3 separate regions of the Mus musculus genome follow, and all the other regions are linked to region 1. A link is a contact called in public HiChIP or PLAC-seq data. All regions are on one chromosome and are shown on one strand. Each heading gives the region's core, a stretch centred on a gene start, on an enhancer-like site or on the middle of the called end of the contact. The rest is flanking DNA. Distances are from core to core; before and after follow the strand shown. Region 1 holds the start of Fgf15 (fibroblast growth factor 15). Region 2 has its middle 42 kb from the start of Gm46023. Region 3 holds the start of Ano1 (anoctamin 1, calcium activated chloride channel).

Region 1 (3,235 bases), core at 388-2,887:
TCACAAACAAGGCTCCATCTTCACCTCTTACGATGTGCATCCTTGGGGGCGCTCTGTCACTTTCCAGAGTCCCATTTTCTACCTTGTTCAGAGGTGGAAGTAAAACCCGCCCTGGAGAAGAATGTTCTTATGGCGGCCCCCAGTGACCCAACAGACTTTCCTCTGATCACTCCATTACCAACATCTCTAACTCTTCTGGGAGTCCCTGAGAAGGGCGCAGAGTGGGGATGGGGTGCTGCCACCCGCATGCCACCCTCCAGCCCAATTTGGGGGGACTCTTCAGTAAAGCCTCTGCCAACCTCCCTGGTACCCCACATTTATCACGGACATTAAAACAAAAGCGTCAGGAGAAGGCAATTAAGATTAATAGCCCGCGCTGTCGATTGAGAATCACAAGGGAGAAGTAATTAGATTTTACAGGAGACATCGCTCTCTAAAACAAGCCTCACAGCATGGGAGTCCCCGGTCCTGAGAGCCTTCGGTGATGTCTTTTTGTAAAGGCTTTCCTGATGACATTCTCCCAGAGCTCCGTCATTAATGCCAGTCACTGATGGCGTCTGAAAGTGGCGTGTTCCTCATTGAGATTCATCAGATCTGCCATTTCTCTGCTGTCCCGCCCCTGCAGACAGACCTCCCATCACCACGGAGCTAGGCCAGTACCTTTTTACCCAAACCAGCCTCCTGGGGCCCCACATACAGGAGTTGGGGGGTTGGAGGCATAATGAGAAAGGATAAGCGCTGAGCCAAAGCCCCCTGCGAGGACCCTTTCTTTCAGGCAGGGGAATTCTCTGCAGGCTGCCTCCTTTTCTTTGCAAGAGCGGCTCTAGGAGAAGCCCCCATTCTCCTCCCACCTGACCGGCCGCCAGCAGCGTCCACCGTTGCTCCTAGCTGGCCCCCTCCTCTCCGGTACGCAGCTGTCCCCCGCGCACAGACTCAAGGGCCTGATCATCGACCCAAGAGGGGATCCCGCGGCCTGCCGTGCTTCTGCACGCTGGTCAGTCCACCCTTCTCAAAAGTCGCAGCCCCAGTGACATTCCACTTGTGGAGTCCACGCGCGAGGCAGGCAGAGGACGTGCAGACAGCGACTGGCAGCACATTGGAGACCGAAACTAGGGCTGAAGCGCCACCTAGTGCGTGCGACACGTTCTCACGAGGTCTCCACCTTGTAGGGCAAATATCCATGAAAAGGGAGCCTAGGTCTGGGGCCGGGAGAATGAGGGAGGGTAGGATCTGCGATAGCGTGCTAAAGGAGAGATTCAAGACTCAAACAGGGGGCTACGGAGGCAGAGCTCTGCGTGCCTTCTAGTCTCTGTGACTGTCCCACGCGCATCCCTCTGAAAGCCCAGGGCCTGAAGACCTCAATAATTAATAGTAAAATTAAAATAGCCTATTCAATAACCACCAAGATACTGTGCATTGAACACTTGCTCCCCAGGCCAGGGTCGCAAAGGGGGGGCTCCTCCTCTGCCAGATCTGGCCGGCCTGGGCGGGGTCACTGGGTTGGGGCTTGAATGGGTGTGTGCGGGGGGCGGAGACTTGATGCAATTAGGAGGAGAAATGCTCTGATGCCCGGGTCACCTACCCGCGGGGCCCGCGGGACGAAACGTATATAAGGCCGCGTGCCCGGAGCCACCCCACTGTCGGAGCAGTAACTCTGTGCGCCCCACGCCACAAGCGCCCAGTTGCTTTGTGGGTTGTGCCTGCCCTGCGCCTGCAACTTGAGTCCCCGCCGCATCGCAGTCTCCGCGCCACCTTTGTAACGGCCTTCAGGACCCCGAGGTGTCATGGCGAGAAAGTGGAACGGGCGTGCGGTGGCCCGAGCCCTGGTCCTGGCCACTCTGTGGCTGGCTGTGTCTGGGCGTCCCCTGGCTCAGCAATCCCAGTCTGTGTCAGATGAAGATCCACTCTTTCTCTACGGCTGGGGCAAGATTACCCGCCTGCAGTACCTGTACTCCGCTGGTCCCTATGTCTCCAACTGCTTCCTCCGAATCCGGAGCGACGGCTCTGTGGACTGCGAGGAGGACCAAAACGAACGAAGTGAGTATCATTCAGCCCGTCCCCTCCGGTCCCTTAGGACCCAGAAGCACGTGGGTGTGTCGCCGTGGCCTTAACATCCTCCCACCCCTGACTTCCAGACTGGAGCTGGGGAAGGGCGATGCAGTGTGGCCCCGCTGTACTCACGTGTTGCTGGGGCCCGGCAACATCTTTCTCTTGCTCGCAGATTTGTTGGAATTCCGCGCGGTCGCTCTGAAGACGATTGCCATCAAGGACGTCAGCAGCGTGCGGTACCTCTGCATGAGCGCGGACGGCAAGATATACGGGCTGGTGAGTGTTCCTCCACGCGGCGGGATGCTCGCGGCCGCGTTGGGTCCGTATTGTTTTTGTTTGTTTGTTTGTTCTTTCGCCTCCTGCTCAGGTCCAAAAGGAACTTCGAGGGCAAGGTACCAATGATAGTGGGGCTAATATTGCTCTTGCCCGCCCTGCGTAAAGTGATGGCCCCAGGCTGTAGCGGGGGAGCAGGGAGACCAGAGAAGCTGTCTAATCTTCCCAAAGACTGGGCTAACTGCTGAGTCCCATTCAGCTTTCGGCCCCTTTGATACTGAACAGGAAAGCCTCCTCTCCTGGCTTTGCGTGTTCGTGGTCCTCGATTTCCTCCCCCTCCCTCAAATAAAAAAGAAAAGAAAAAGGAAAGAAGGGTCTTTTCAATCAATTTTTCTTAGGTCCATGGTGTGATGCAAAAATTAGATACTTTAGAAAGTACCCAAGATGCTCATCTGCTTGTGACCTGGGGGAACTGGAGTGAGGCGAGATGGCTAGGTTCACATAACCCCTAAAAATCGGTAGTCATGAAGTATGTAGGCTAGTGCTCTGTAGGAATAGAGGCTGGGTTCAAAGAAGCCTTCAGCCCTACCTCTGGCAGTACCAGTGCGAGGTCCCCCAGTGGGGAAGGATGGCTACCGGACTTAACGTTTTTGTTGTTTTGTTTCTTTAAGAGTCCCCAAATTGTCTGTGGCTCTGAAGTTGATTTATCTACATGAAAAGACCACAGAGAAAGGAAAGAAAGAAAGAAAGAAAGAAAGAAAGAAAGAAAGAAAGAAGGAAAGAAAGAAAGGGGTCTGCAGAGAAAGGAAGGGGCTTCAGAGGAGGGGGTCCCCTGCCTGGCTGAAAGCTGACACCCAGGCCCAAGCAAATCTCCTGCCTGTATCTTCCTGAAGTCTTTATTTGTGCTGGGCAA
Region 2 (3,235 bases), core at 482-2,981, 210 kb after region 1:
GTACACTGTATTCTATTTCCTTCTAGCAGTATTTGTAAGAAAACCCCAGAGCCCTGCCAGCCTTGGCTAACCCTCCTGATAGGGGCAATCCAGGATGGCCCCAGGTCATGTGATCTCCTTTTCTCTGGCCCAGAGTCTGGAGGGGTAGGAGGACAAATGGAAGAACAAATGGAGGGGAACTTCAGTCCAGTTTCTCCTCCCAGGAGTGGCCTCTCTGCTGTCTCAGGGGCCCTGGGTGTCACTACCATAATGAGTGTTAACTCATCACAGCTTCATGCTGATTCTTGGACCACCATGACTGTGTTAAGGCTCCACCCCAGAGCTTCTGATTCTAGCATCTGGGCCATTCATCAAAGGACAGGAAAACAGAAAAGCCATCTCAATCAGGAGAGGCCTAAGCTGGTGGTAAGGAAAGCCCCATGGAGGTATGAGCATGTGAGGGGAGTTGCCGGAGGTGGGGAGGGGGTGTGTGGTGTGATGTGAGGAGATGACGGCCAAGGAAGAAGGGGGCAGGGGAGGCCAGGTAGAAGGTACTGGCACATGTAAAGGCTCAAATGCATGTGAAAGCCAGGAGTACTGAAGCCCTGAGGCCATCTAGGAGATGGGACGAGGGACTGTTGGGAGCTAGTAGGGAGAGGTGGGCTAGAGCTGGACCGGTGCAGGAGGAGCCAGGGCTCAGATGAGCATAGGTGCCTGGCTTTGGCCTGTAGTAAGTAGATGGTGGTGCAGACTTCCCTTGTTTCAGGACTGGCTTCCAGGGGCTCCCTGGACTAGGAATCAGGCGTTCCTGTCTGCCAGGGGATCAGCAGAAAGATAGACCACCCTTCCAAGGCCCTGGGGTCTTGGGGCTCTGGGGCCATCCTGGATTGCCCCTATCAGGAGGGTTAGCCAAGGCTGGCAGGGCTCTGGGGTTTTCTTACAAATACTGCTAGAAGGAAATAGAGCAGGAGGATGGCCATTCCAACTCAGTCTCCCGGCTCTGTGTGGGAGCCACAGCAGCCCCAAGCCCAGCCCTGAGACAACATGTGAGGCAGAGGTGGAAGGAAGAGACTGAAATTGCCTCTGGCCTACTAGAAGCACAAGATTGGGTCCCTTTTGCCCCAGGATCCTTCCATCACTCCTGATTGTTTCAAGCTTCCAGCTACTAGGAACAGGGCTGGGGCCTACGGAACCTCAGCAGGACATGGGACCAGTATGTGTATATGGATGTGTGTGTATGGATGGGCATCTGTGCATTTTAGGGGGAGGTGTGTTTCTCTGTCTGTCTATCTCTGTCGGATGTACATGCATGCACATCAGTGTGTGAAGTCAGAGGTCACTGTCAGGTGTCTTTTCTTTTGTGTGACACCTTATTTTTCCAGACAGGATCTTTCACTGACTTGGCTGACAGACTGTTAGTCAGCATGCTCCAGGGACCCTTCTGCCTTCACCCCTCTACCCTTGGCCCCCAGCTCACTGAATGGCTAGACCAGTTGCCCAGCAAGCTCCAGGGTCTGCCTATCTCTATCCCTCAAGGCCTGCCACTACCCACTGCTGGGAGTCTGAACAAAAGCCCTCACCTTGCAAGGCCAGCACTTAGCCCACTGAGAGCCTTCTCCCCAGCCCCTGTGGCCTTGGGGATTTTTGTGAATGAAACTTAAGCTGAGCTTCCTGCCGCTGGCCACGCCCTGCTGCTCTGCCTTGACCACTGTATAACCTCAGGGGAAAGACGGCAGAGGGAACTTCAAAACGAAAGTGTGAGTCACAGACAAGGGGGAAAAAAGGAAAAGGACATTCTTTAGTTTCCAGAGCCAGGGCTCCAGCAGTGGCTTGCAAATATGACCTGTTCATTGCATTGCTCCTGTGATCCCCTCCAGCCCCATGTGCACAGGGAAGAGCTGCCTACTCCCCATCTCTGTCTGGGACACTTGGCAGGGTGGCTAGGCGTCCTTGCGGCCAAGCACCGATAGGTAAGCAGTTAGTAAATAACTGCAATAAACCAGGTAAGAGCTGTGGCCTGGCCAGTAGGATCCCCCCCACCCGCATTGTGGGAGGCAACAGAAGCAGGGTCTTGGGTTGCTGTTGGCTTGGGTTGCAGGGCCAGCCAGGCTTTTCAGGCAGAACGCAACGCTGAACCTCCTAGGAGGAGACAGGACTTCGAGTGGAGCAGAGGGCAGGCAGCAGAAGAGTTGCAGATGGCTAAAAGAAAGTTCAGCAAGCCCACAACAAGGACTTGGATCAGGCAGGACACACATTGGGGAGGCCCATCAAGCCCGAGCCTGCCTTGTGAGCCCCCGGATTGTCAGGGCAGAGAGGAAAACTGCTGCGTGCTTTATAGACTTTGGGGAAGTCACAGGCTCCACTTGCTTGGGGGAGGCAGGAAACCCCCTCCACCCAGGCGTCTGCCAGAGCACCCGCAGGCTTCCTCTTGTCTCTGTCCCCCTCCCCAGCACCTCTTCCCCTGAACAGCTTCCCTCTCCTGGCCCTGCTGTCCCTTTAAAGGAACTTGAATCAGAGTTGAGAATGATGGTGACTCAGGGTGGAAGGGGTGGTCACTTGCACTGGCCAGTGGCCAGGACTGCAGCGCGAAAGGAAGCCGAGCAACCGCAGCTGCCTGTGTGTGCGCCCCTGAGAGGGGCAGAAACCACAGAACCCCGTTTGAGACTCCACCACGTTGGAACTTGTGTGATGAAGTTACCCCTCACAATGGGGGCATTCAGGGTCCACCCGCGCCTGCAGGGCTGGGGCCTGTTCCTCAGGCCAGCTGATGGTGATGTCATCTTCCGTTAGGAGGTTCTCCCCCCCCCCAACTCTGTTGACTAGGGACTTAAAAAAATGCACCAGGAAACTCAAGTGCAAGCCAGGACGGAAGCCTTGGTTTTATTTATAGTTGATAACTTGTGTCCGGCTTGCTCCACGGGATGCAGAGCCTGAGGATAAAGAGCCCACAGGGGCAGATGACAGAAGGATTCGTGTCCTGGGCTACTGTGCTGTCTAATAACAAGTATGAAACTTCATTCTGAGCTTCCCAGCAGCCAAAGCAAAGAGGGGACAGGGTTTTATAGTGTGATATCATAGAAAACCAGGCTGTGAATAGCTAAGGCCCTAGATTCTATTTTCTCATGGTCAGGACAGCCATGCATCCCTGCATAGCATCCAGCAGTGTCAAAAGCATGTTATAGGCCTGGCTAGGTGATGATGATTCTTCAGAGAGCAGGAGCCATACTTGCCTTCCTGTGCACATGACAGACATTAC
Region 3 (3,235 bases), core at 403-2,902, 160 kb before region 1:
ACTCCTGTCTCTGATGATGCCCAGGATGGCAGAGAGACAAGAGCCGGCCCGGCACATGGCCCGAATAAAAGTTGGGATGCAGAGGGATGGACCGGAGGGATCCCCTCTACAAATGTGGTGGTCATCCTGCCCCCCATGCCCATCCAGAACCTGTTCTACCCAGCCTATTGCAGAAGGAAACCCAGATGCCCACACCTGAGACCCACCTGGCCTACATCCAGGAAGCGAGCAGAGCCCAGGCCTCCCTGCTACAATGATTGGCAGACACAGGCCAAGATAAGGCTCTCTCATCAGATCTTGGCTGCATGATCCAGACTCTGCCTGAGATGGAGTCAGGGGACCCTCACAACAGCTACACCCAGGTGGTGCCACCCTGTCTTCTATGAAGCCTCAGTTTTCCAGTCTGTGGAGTGGGAAAGGCCATGTCCCACTGCCTACAGTTGTCAGAGGATTAACACCCACAGTCCTGCTTCCAGTGCCCAGCACCCAGTGAGATGCTCACCCAGAACCAGCCCAGTGCTGGCATTTTTGGTTGGCTGCAAAAAGGACAGAAATATGAGCTGGAGGGGGAGGGAAAGGGGGATAGAGTGGTCTGGCCACCCAGCACCAGCCTTGGCAGAAGCCCTGGCTCTTACCCTGGTATTGGCGTGCCCCTCTACCTTAATTTGATGCTGAAAAAGCCAAATTGGGTCGTTTTGAAAAGAACATGGGATAAGTTGCTTCATGGGAGTCTAAGTGAAGACAGGGAGGGAGGCTGCAGAGAGAGCATCCTTCCCAGGGCTCAGCCCCAGCAAACTCCAACTGTGTGATCAAGTCCACGTCTTCCTGCCACCCCACTCCGGGTTTATTTAATAACCTCTGAACTGGGAGGATAACATGCAGGAAACGTTTCCTGGGTCATTTATTTGAAAATTATTCATATAAAAACACCCAAGGTGATGACTTAGTAGCCAGGACTCCCCCTCCCCTCCTGGCTTCCCGACCTCATCTGTCTCCCTGCTCTGCCAGCAGTTTCCGTTATGACTTCGAGTCATCGAGTTACTTTACTTCCCAAATAAATCTCCACAACAGTGCGGAAATATTAAGAGTATTAATAGTGCCTGTAAAAACATCCGAAGACTCACATCTGCCAGGAGCAGTTAGATGTAGCAAGCTGGGGATGCCTCCGGGGAAGTCCGAAACCAGGTGGCCTAAGTCCCTCCAGGGGACAGGCGAGGTCCCTCTTCGGGGGTCTAACAGGGTCTCTCCAGGATGCTACAGACTCCCTCTAGGGATGCCAGGTTCCCTCGAGAGGGGGGGCACTACTAGCTCCCACCCCACCCCCGCGCAGCAACTGACCGTGTCTCTCTGTCTGTCTGTCTGTCCCTCCGTCCATGTCCCCTGCAACCTCCACCCAAGTCCCTGCGCTCTCCTGCAGAGCGGCTCAGGGAAGATCCTACCACCTGAGTTGGGGGTTCCTGCGTCCTGTGCCTCGTGCGCGATTGTTTCCGGTCCCCGCTGGCACTCTCGGTCCGCAGAGGTTCCCTCTGGGGTCAAGCCCTCCAGGCCGATGTCGCTGTCCTGCGCGTCCTGCATGATGTGTTCGCTCCGGACGCCCTGGGTCCAGCAGAGGGACCGGCAGAGGCGGGAGGAAGGTTGAGCCCAGCTGCCTGCACCGCGCTGCTCCGCCCCCGGCGCTCTAGTCCTGGGGTCCCCCAGTTCTCCGCCCCGGGGGTCACGGGGTCACCTGCAGCCGCGCCCTCGCCCCGCCCTGTTCCCGCCCCCCACTGCATGGGAGGTGCCCCCAACTCTAGCTTGGCCCCAGGGAGCAGCCTTGGACAGGGGAGGCTCACAGGGTGGGCCAGCCCCGCCTCTAACCCGCAGGACCCTGGGCGACCACTCTGCCAGTTTGTGGGAAGAGATGAAAAGGCTAACTAACGCCAGTGAGGTGGTGGTGGGGGGGGGGGGCAGCGGTGTTTTATTTTATTTTTAGTCAGGGTCTCATTTTGCTGCCTTAGTTGCCCTAGAATTCACAGAGACCCACCTGCCTCTGTCTCCCCAGAGCTGGGATTAAAGTGGGGTGTTCATCACACTCACTATTTGATTTTTATTTTACATAAATGGGGAGGGGGGAAGGATTTTGAGAGAGGGTCATGCTATGTTGCTGTGGCTGTCCTCAAACTGACCACAATCCTGCCTTCATCGCTCAAATACTGAGATTATAGATGTGACCCATCACCCTCTGGACAAAATCCAGGGAGTTTTAGGGTACCTTTTAGGGTAAGCCCCACCTGTGCAGAACTTAAGACTCTGGATAGTTGAGAATAGCCCAGGGTGGAAGGGAACGTGGGGATTCTCATTAACTGCAGCAAAGAGGATTTAGCCAAGAGCTTTGAGCCTCTGGCTGCTAGCTTGTCCTGGGCCCCTGCTGCTGGGCAGGCTCTGTCTGGGCAGGGATACAGAGACCCTGCTCTCTGGGAGGCTCTGTGGGATGGGCACTCTGAGTACCCCACTGCTCAGAGGAGGTGCCTTTTGTGTGACATTTCTAAATAACTATCATAAATTGTGGGACAGAAGGACCATAAACAAAACGTTAATCTGCTGGTTTGGGGGAGGGGAGTAGGCAGATGGGAGTCCAGTCTCAACTTTTGGGGTGGGGAGAGTCATTTGTTGACAACAGAGAGTGCTAAGGACCCCGGGTCACCTGCCAAGTCAACTCTCCACTAATGCTTTGGTTGGACCTTGATGGAGACAGGTCCCAGACACTGTGTGGCACCCACTGCACTCTCACAGGGAAGGGGCTCCCAGCTAGGGGCATGAGCCATGGCTCCTCCCCCTGCCGAACCTCAGGGGTGGGTGGGAGGGAAGGGGGCACTTGATCCCCCTGTACACTGCTCTGAATGGAAAAGACTCTAGTGGGTGAACCACAGAGAACCATCCCCAGCCAAGTGAGCCCTGTTGTTTCTACCTTGCCTCCTTGAGTCTGGCTTGAGACATTTAGTGCCAGGTTGGGACTTTTCCTCTCCCTGGAAGTCTTAAGAAGCCCCCCCAGAGTGTGCCCTGTACCTGGTGTCTGCCAAGGAGACCACGTGGAGCAAGGGGCTGCCCTGGTTCCCTCCCACAGTCAGTCATGATCCATCTGACCAGTGTGTGGGAGTCAAGATAAAACTGGTTTTTCTTGGAAGGGTCTGATCACTAACGTGGTGCACAGCAATAGCTCCGTTGTATAAATACACAGAAAATTCTAGAATTCTTA

What was found. HiChIP or PLAC-seq counts read pairs in DNA pulled down with a chosen protein or histone mark.
Region 2: a contact with region 1 is called in an H3K27ac HiChIP or PLAC-seq map of microglia, with 4 times the contacts expected there. The contact joins the enhancer-like site here to the promoter of Fgf15 in region 1. A contact is called at or near these places in 1 of 39 promoter capture datasets (pre-B cells), 5 of 115 datasets of contacts at active chromatin or transcription factors (embryonic stem cells, microglia, pancreatic cancer cells and 1 more) and 2 of 9 other capture datasets (liver and pancreatic islet).
Region 3: an H3K4me3 HiChIP or PLAC-seq map of embryonic stem cells shows a contact between it and region 1, with 42 read pairs. The contact joins the promoter of Ano1 here to the promoter of Fgf15 in region 1. A contact is called at or near these places in 4 of 39 promoter capture datasets (the 3T3-L1 cell line, embryonic stem cells, hippocampal neurons and 1 more), 6 of 115 datasets of contacts at active chromatin or transcription factors (embryonic stem cells, pancreatic cancer cells, stem cell-derived neural progenitor cells and 1 more) and 2 of 9 other capture datasets (adipose tissue and pancreatic islet).

What each region holds. Positions count from the first base shown.
Region 1 is chr7:144,894,895-144,898,129 of GRCm38.p6, forward strand. Fgf15 (fibroblast growth factor 15) reads left to right here and starts at 1,638. Exons shown (of 3, transcript NM_008003.2): 1 at 1,638-2,037; 2 at 2,222-2,325. The coding sequence starts at 1,785. Gm26793 (a long non-coding RNA gene) reads right to left here. Exons shown (of 2, transcript XR_003946907.1): 1 at 2,182-3,235; 2 at 1-2,011. RefSeq lists a promoter at 1-1,723, enhancers at 224-270, 245-787, 245-596, 617-649 and a cis regulatory region at 1,490-1,504.
Region 2 is chr7:145,109,135-145,112,369 of GRCm38.p6, forward strand. No RefSeq gene overlaps it. Among named protein-coding and RNA genes, the nearest start is that of Gm46023, 42 kb to the left of the region's middle. Within about 2 kb of position 1,732, at least 288 of the 459 cell types and tissues checked have an H3K27ac peak or open chromatin away from gene starts, as enhancers often do. A contact at or near this core is called in liver, microglia, pancreatic cancer cells and 2 more, where this site is marked.
Region 3 is chr7:144,736,921-144,740,155 of GRCm38.p6, forward strand. Ano1 (anoctamin 1, calcium activated chloride channel) reads right to left here and starts at 1,653. Exons shown (of 26, transcript NM_178642.6): 1 at 1,443-1,653.